Regions from separate parts of the Macaca mulatta genome. Here region 2 is linked to region 1. The links are chromatin contacts, called in public Hi-C maps. All regions are on one chromosome and are shown on one strand. Each heading gives the region's core, a stretch centred on a gene start, on an enhancer-like site or on the middle of the called end of the contact. The rest is flanking DNA. Distances are from core to core; before and after follow the strand shown.

The links. A called contact is a pair of places that touch in the nucleus more often than the background predicts.
Region 2: a contact with region 1 is called in a Hi-C map of fetal cortex germinal zone, with 2.5 times the contacts expected there. The contact joins the promoter of RUBCN here to the promoter of LRCH3 in region 1. A contact is called at or near these places in 2 of 14 Hi-C or Micro-C datasets (fetal cortex germinal zone and liver).

The regions. Positions count from the first base shown.
Region 1 is chr2:1,146,452-1,149,837 of T2T-MMU8v2.0, reverse strand. It overlaps LRCH3 (leucine rich repeats and calponin homology domain containing 3), which reads left to right and starts at 1,486. Exons shown (of 21, transcript XM_077991048.1): 1 at 1,486-1,765. The coding sequence starts at 1,504.
Region 2 is chr2:1,206,418-1,209,812 of T2T-MMU8v2.0, reverse strand. RUBCN (rubicon autophagy regulator) reads right to left here and starts at 1,618. Exons shown (of 21, transcript XR_013413447.1): 1 at 1,366-1,618. It also overlaps a transcript of FYTTD1 not described here.

The sequences.
Region 1 (3,386 bases), core at 237-2,736:
CATGTTACCACTATAAGTCGTATCTGGATGCGTTCATGCTGATCCATCTTCCAGTCTCACCTTCCAGTTGGTCCTACTTCATAATCCTTCAGGTTTAATTCAAAACCTAATTTATCCATGATACAGTTTTCTCTGAACTCGTAAGTAAGCCCCATCACTCTTAGCCCTTTTTTGGGCTCATTCTCTAATTGGCCTGTCTGGGTTCCATAATTAGATTGCAATCCTCCAGGAAAAGGATTGTATCTGACAGCCTCTTCTATTTCCATAGTAAATACTAGCTGATTGACTGTTGGTAAAGTTTACGTCATACAGCAGAAATGGCTTCTTCAGTAAAACAGACTGAAGAATGTGCTAGAGACTGGTTGCAATACAAGTGAGGTCTAATTGGTTTTAAATGAAGCATTTTCCATTCTTTCATTACTTGAGTGGTTTCAATTTGGAGTATCTTCGGTTCTACCTTTAATTCCCACATTTAGATTATGGTCAGATCATTTTCTGTTCCTCAGTTTTGGCTCCAGACCAAGATTTTAGATTTTAATACTATTCTAATCTTGCTTTATCCAACAACAATAAAATCTTGCCAAAAGGACAAGTACTATTGAAGATATTTCTTGTATTTTCATTAAGAAGAGCTATTTTATAAAAGGGATGGATGATATAAAGTATTTATATAACGTTTTTAATGAGAATTTTGAGCCCAATTAGCACATGTTTGTTTTCTCTCCAGCAACCATAGTTAAGTCCATCAAATCTCGACTTAGATCATCTGGTAATACAATGAAGTTGGGAAACGGTTTAGGTCGTATCTCAGAGGGTCCTCTCCTCTCACCATCCAAGTTTCTGCAGCAACAGTGTTAAGAAAGGATCCTGGCCGGGCGCGGTGGCTCACGCCTGTAATCCCAGCACTTTGGGAGGCAGAGGCGAGCGGATCACGAGGTCAGAAGATCGAGACCAGCCTGGCCAACATGATGAAACCCCCGTCTCTACTAAAAATACAAAAACTAGCCGGGCGAGGTGGCGGGCACCTGTAGTCCCAGCTACTCGGGAGGCTGAGGCAGGGGAATCGCTTGAACCCGGGGAGCGGAGCTTGCAGTGAGCCGAGATCACGCCACTGCACTCCAGCCTGGGCGACAGAACGAGACTCCGTCTCAAAAAAAAAAAAAAAAAACAAACTTAATTTAATGCTTAGCCTAATCCTCCACTACTGAGGGAGCAAGGCGGAGAAGTTTTGATGCGGAGCGTTGTCTGGAAGATGTTTTTGTAGAGGCATTTTAGAAATGCCCCTGGCAGGGTAGAGTAGGGGCTGCTCCGGATTTGTGAGTCCGTTTTAATTCCCCTTGAAAAGCTCGCCATGTGGGCGGGGGCAAGGCCCGGCTGCGCCGGGGGGCACCGCGGTGCTGCCCGTCACGGGAACCGGCGGGGTCCGGGAGCCCCTTTCTCCGCCCACCCAGCGGTCCGGCCGCGCATGCGCCGAGCTGAGGGCCCAGTGTTGTCGGCTGGGAAATGGCGGCCGCGGGCTTGGTCGCGGTGGCCGCGGCGGCCGAGTACTCTGGCACCGTAGCGTCGGGAGGCAACCTCCCCGGTGTTCACTGCGGCCCAAGCTCCGGGGCAGGCCCCGGTTCTGGCCCGGGCTCGTGGAGCCGCTCTCTCGATCGAGCCCTGGAGGAGGCGGCGGTCACCGGGGTGCTGAGCCTGAGCGGCCGGAAACTGAGGGAGTTTCCCCGGGGAGCGGCCAACCACGACCTGACGGACACCACCCGGGCGGGTGAGCGGGGCGGGGGCGCCTCTGCCCGCGGGAGACCGGGCGCCGGGAGCCGCCCCGGCCGGGGAGGCGGGTGCGGGGAGTTACGGGAGCTCGTCCTGTAGGCGCCGGGTCCGGACCCGGGTAACGGGGAGAAGCCGACGGCCCAGCCCCGCGGGCCTGCGCCAGCCCCGAGCCTGGGGAGAGGCGGCGGGCGGCGGCATCTCGGGGAAGGGCGCCGGAGTGATTGATGGATGGTTTCTTAGTCTTTCTGAGGAAACTCAACTTCTGCAGCGGCGGAGGGTGGACGCGTGCCCCGCCCCGGTTCCTGCAGGCCCTTTCGGATTCGGGGTGCCGGATGGAGCTGCTCAGAGATCCGAGCAGCAGGGCTGCCTCCGGGCGGGCTGCGTTGTCCGGGGAGGGTCGGTCTCAGCCCTGGCGGTTTTCCGAAAGAAGTGTTGGGGGTGTGTGTTTAAAGTGAACCCGAAAGAAGTGTTGGGTGTGTGGGTTTGAACCCGAAAGAAGTGTTGCGGGGTGTGTGTGTTTGAACCCGAAATAAGTTTTGGGGAGCGTGTGTGTTTGAACCCGAAAGAAGTGTTGCGGGGGTGTGTTTAAAGTGAACCCGAACGCTGGAACTTTTCTTCGCCTCCATCTAGTTGACTTACAAAATATACTTGTAAAAATAGCCAGAACCCACCTTCCGACTCCCTTGAGTTTCCTCTCCCACTCCTCATGTCCTCCAAAATAAAAGTTGAAGAAAGCTCCTTAGAAAAGATAGTCTAACATATCTATGCTTGCTATTCCTTTTTAAAGCATTACTTCGTGTTATGTATGTTTTCGAAAACAGGAAAGAGGATAAGAAAGTAGGTATTATTGGCTTTCTTAGTTGTAGGGAACAGTGTCTGGTGCCTGAGTTGTTGTTCATCATGTTTGCGGTGAGGGTCATCACTGCTCACCGCAGCCTCCACCTCAGCCTCCCGAGTAGCTGGGACTACGGGCACGCGCCACCACGCCCAGCTAATTTTGTGTGTGTGTGTATGTATGTGTATGTGTATATATATATGTGTGTGTATATATATATATATATATATATGTGTGTGTGTGTGTGTGTGTTTTGAGACGGTATCTTGCTCTTGTGGCCCAGGCTGGAGTGGAATGACACAATCTCGGCTCATTGCAACCTCTGCCTCCCGGGCTCAGGTGATCCTCCCACCTCAGCTCCCCGAGTAGCTGGGACTACAGGCGCCCGCCACCATACCCGGCTAATTTTTGGATTTTTAGTAGAGACGGGATTTCACCATGTTGGCCACGCTGGTCTCGAACTCCTGACCTCAGGTGATTTCGCCTGCCTCGGCCTCCCAAAGTGTGGGATTACAGGCGTGAGCTACCGCGTCCAGTCAATTTTTTTTTTTTTTTTTTTTTTTTTTTTGTAGAGATGGGGATTCGCTGTGTTGCCCAGGCTGGTCTCCAACTCCTGGGCTCAAGCTATCCTCTGGCCTCAACCTCACAAAAGGCTGGGATTACAGGCGTGAGCCACTGTGGCTGGCAGTACTTGGTGTCTTATTTTATTTTAAAATCTTAGATTGAGCACGTTTTCTATGCTTTGCAGCCGTTAAAAGTTGATAAGTATTACATATGATTCACT
Region 2 (3,395 bases), core at 369-2,868, 60 kb before region 1:
CTATAATCCCAGCTACTTGGGAAGCTGAGATAGCAGAATCGCTTGAGCCCAAGAGTTGGAGGCTGCAGTGAGCCTTGTTCACGGCACTGAAACTCCAGCCTGGGGGACAGGGTGAGACCCTCTCTCAAAAAATAAAACAATAAATGTCAAGTATGACTCCCTCATGCCACATTCCTGCTCTCGCCTGTCAGCATTCCAGTCTCTTTAAAAGATTAAGACCAGAGTTATTAATGAAGCAAACCCTAAATGTGGAAATCATCTCTACAGACTCCGATTCATCATTTACTCAAAGCAGTTTGGTGTTTTTTCGGTTTTTTGTTTTCTGAAGACAGGGTTTTCCTCTGTGGCCCAGGCTGGAGTGTGGTGGTGCGATCTCGGCTCAATGTAGCCTCGACTTGTTGGACTCGGGCGATCCTCTCACCTCAGCCTCCCGAGTAGCTGGGACCACAGCTGAGCACCACTACGCCCAGCTAATTTCTGTATTTTTGTGGAGACGGGGGTCTCCCTAGGTTGCCCAGGCTGGTCTCAAACTCCTGGACTCAAGCGGCCCGCCGCGGTCTCCCCCAAAGTGCTGGAATTACAGGGGTGAGGCACCGCACCCGGTCCAAAGTGGTTTTTCTATTTTATATCCCCCAATTTCTAGAAGACATGAACTCTCTGACAACGGCTCCATATAAATACACGTGAACTTGCTTAGTTTGCACTGTGAGGAAGAAGTGACAGGTCTGAAGACGAAAGGAAATGACACAGAGGTCCTGCCACTCCGACAGCGATTCGCCAATGACAAAGTGCAGAGTTTCGGGTCCCGTGGGCAGCCCCCACCCCCGCCGCACCGCCATGACACTCGCGCCCTTTCTCCCCGGGCTCTCGTCGCCTTCCTCCCCGCGCTCACTCCGCCTCAGCTTCCTCCTAAGCCGCTCACGACGCTTCGTCTCCGCTCCCGGGACTTCTCACCGCGCCCTCCTCTTCACGTCGGCCCCACTTGCAGCCACGGCAAGTTTCAGGCAGGGTGGCGCCCGGCCCTGTCCGCGGACTCCGGCCTGTGACGCCTCCCTCACCGCGCTGCAGCCCCTCCGGCCTCTTCGCCGTCGCTCTCGGCGGCCGCCTCCCCTCCAGCAGTCTGGGCTCTGAGCTTCCCCCTCCTCTGCTCCCCCGGCCCTCCGCAAATCCCACCCGCCCGCCTTCGTCCCATCCCCGCCCCGCCCGCCCGTCCTCTTCGAAATGCTCCCCAAACAAGTCCTCCGCAGCCGTCGTCCTCAACACTCGTCGCGCCCGGCCCTTCTCTCCTCGGCCCCGCGCCCTCCCAAGCCTCCCGGGGCTCCGGCGCCTGTCGCTGCCCCGACTCCGCGGCCGCTCCCAGCCCACCTGCTCTCCTCAGCCAGGCGCTCCTCGCCGCCTCGGAGCTCCATTCCCGCGCCCTCCGGCCGCATCCGGGGCGGCGAGGCCGCCTCTTCGCCCAAGAGAGGCGCCCCCGCCGCTTCGCCCTTCAGGGCTCCCGGGGGCCCCTGGGGCCGGAGGAGGCACCCACGGCCGGTGGGCTCCGGGTGATGCGCTACACACGGGCGGTGGCAGCGGCGGCAGAGACAGCCGCCTGGGTTGCGGCTTCTATCCCGGCCACCCCCACTTCCGGCTCCGGGGACTACAGCTCCCGGCAAGCCCTTCGAGACCAGGCCGCTCCCGCAGGCCGCGCCCTCCAATCCCAGGCCGCTCCCGCAGGCCGCGCCCTCCAATCCCAGGCCGCTCCTGCAGGCGGTGCCCTCCAATCCCAGGCCCCTCCCGCAGGCCGCGCCCTCCAATCCCAGGCCGCGCCCTCCAATCCCAGGTCGCGCCCTCCAATCCCAGGCCGCGCTCCTCCAACCCCAGGCGGCTCCCGCAGGCCGCACCCTCCAATCCCAGGCCCCTCCCGCAGGCCGCGCCCTCCAATCCCAGGCGGCGCCCTCCAACCCCAGGCCGCTCCCGCAGGCGGCGCCCTCCAATCCCAGGCCGCGCTCGCAGGCCGCGCCCTCCAATCCCAGGCCCCGCTCGCAGACCGCGCTCCTCCAACCCCAGGCGGCTCCCGCAGGCCGCACCCTCCAACCCCAGGCCGCTCCCGCAGGCGGCGCCCTCCAATCCCAGGCCGCTCCCGCAGGCGGCGCCCTCCAATCCCAGGCCCCTCCCGCAGGCCGCGCCCTCCAATCCCAGGCCGCGCTCGCAGGCCGCGGCCTCCAATCCCAGGCCGCGCTCGCAGGCCGCGCCCTCCAATCCCAGGCCGCGCTCGCAGACCGCGCTCCTCCAACCCCAGGCGGCTCCCGCAGGCCGCACTCTCCAACCCCAGGCCCCTCCCGCAGGCGGCGCCCTCCAACCCCAGGCCGCTCCCGCAGGTGGCGCCCTCCAATCCCAGGCGGCGCCCTCCAATCCCAGGCTGCTCCGGCAGGCGGCGCCCTCCAATCCCAGGCGGCGGCCTCCAATCCCAGGCCGCTCCCGCAGGCGGCGCCCTCCAATCCCAGGCCGCTCCCGCAGGCGGCGCCCTCCAATCCCAGGCGGCGCCCTCCAATCCCAGGCCGCTCCCGCAGGCGGCGCCCTCCAATCCCAGGCGGCGCCCTCCAACCCCAGGCCGCTCCGGCAGGCGGCGCCCTCCAATCCCAGGCAGCGCCCTCCAATCCCAGGCTGCTCCCGCAGGCGGCGCCCTCCAATCCCAGGCCGCTCCCGCAGGCGGCGCCCTCCAATCCCAGGCGGCGCCCTCCAATCCCAGGCTGCTCCGGCAGGCGGCGCCCTCCAATCCCAGGCCGCTCCGGCAGGCGGCGCCCTCCAATCCCAGGCTGCTCCCGCAGGCGGCGCCCTCCAATCCCAGGCCGCTCCCGCAGGCGGCGCCCTCCAATCCCAGGCGGCGACCTCCAATCCCAGGCGGCGGCCTCCAATCCCAGGCCGCTCCCGCAGGCGGCGCCCTCCAATCCCAGGCGGTGCCCTCCAATCCCAGGCTGCTCCGGCAGGCGGCGCCCTCCAATCCCAGACGGCGGCCTCCAATCCCAGGCTGCTCCGGCAGGCGGCGCCCTCCAATCCCAGGCGGCGGCCTCCAACCCCAGGCCGCTCCCGCAGGCGGCGCCGTCCAATCCCAGGCGGCGCCCTCCAATCCCAGGCCGCTCCGGCAGGCGGCGCCCTCCAATCCCAGGCCGCGCTCGTGGACTACGCGCACCCAGTGGCTGGCGGGGACGGCTCGCGAGCGGCGGGGCCGGCTCGCGAGCGGCGGGGACGGTGGTCTCAGGGATCCGTGCCGGGGCGGGCCCGTATTTACCCGCGTCACATTACTCGCTGGGGACCGAACTCAGTCCGAGATGTAGACTAGGCAATAACGCTGCTCTAATCCCGGCACGATTAACCCCACCTAGCCCGCCCTGGCCTAATGTCCGCCGCTGGTG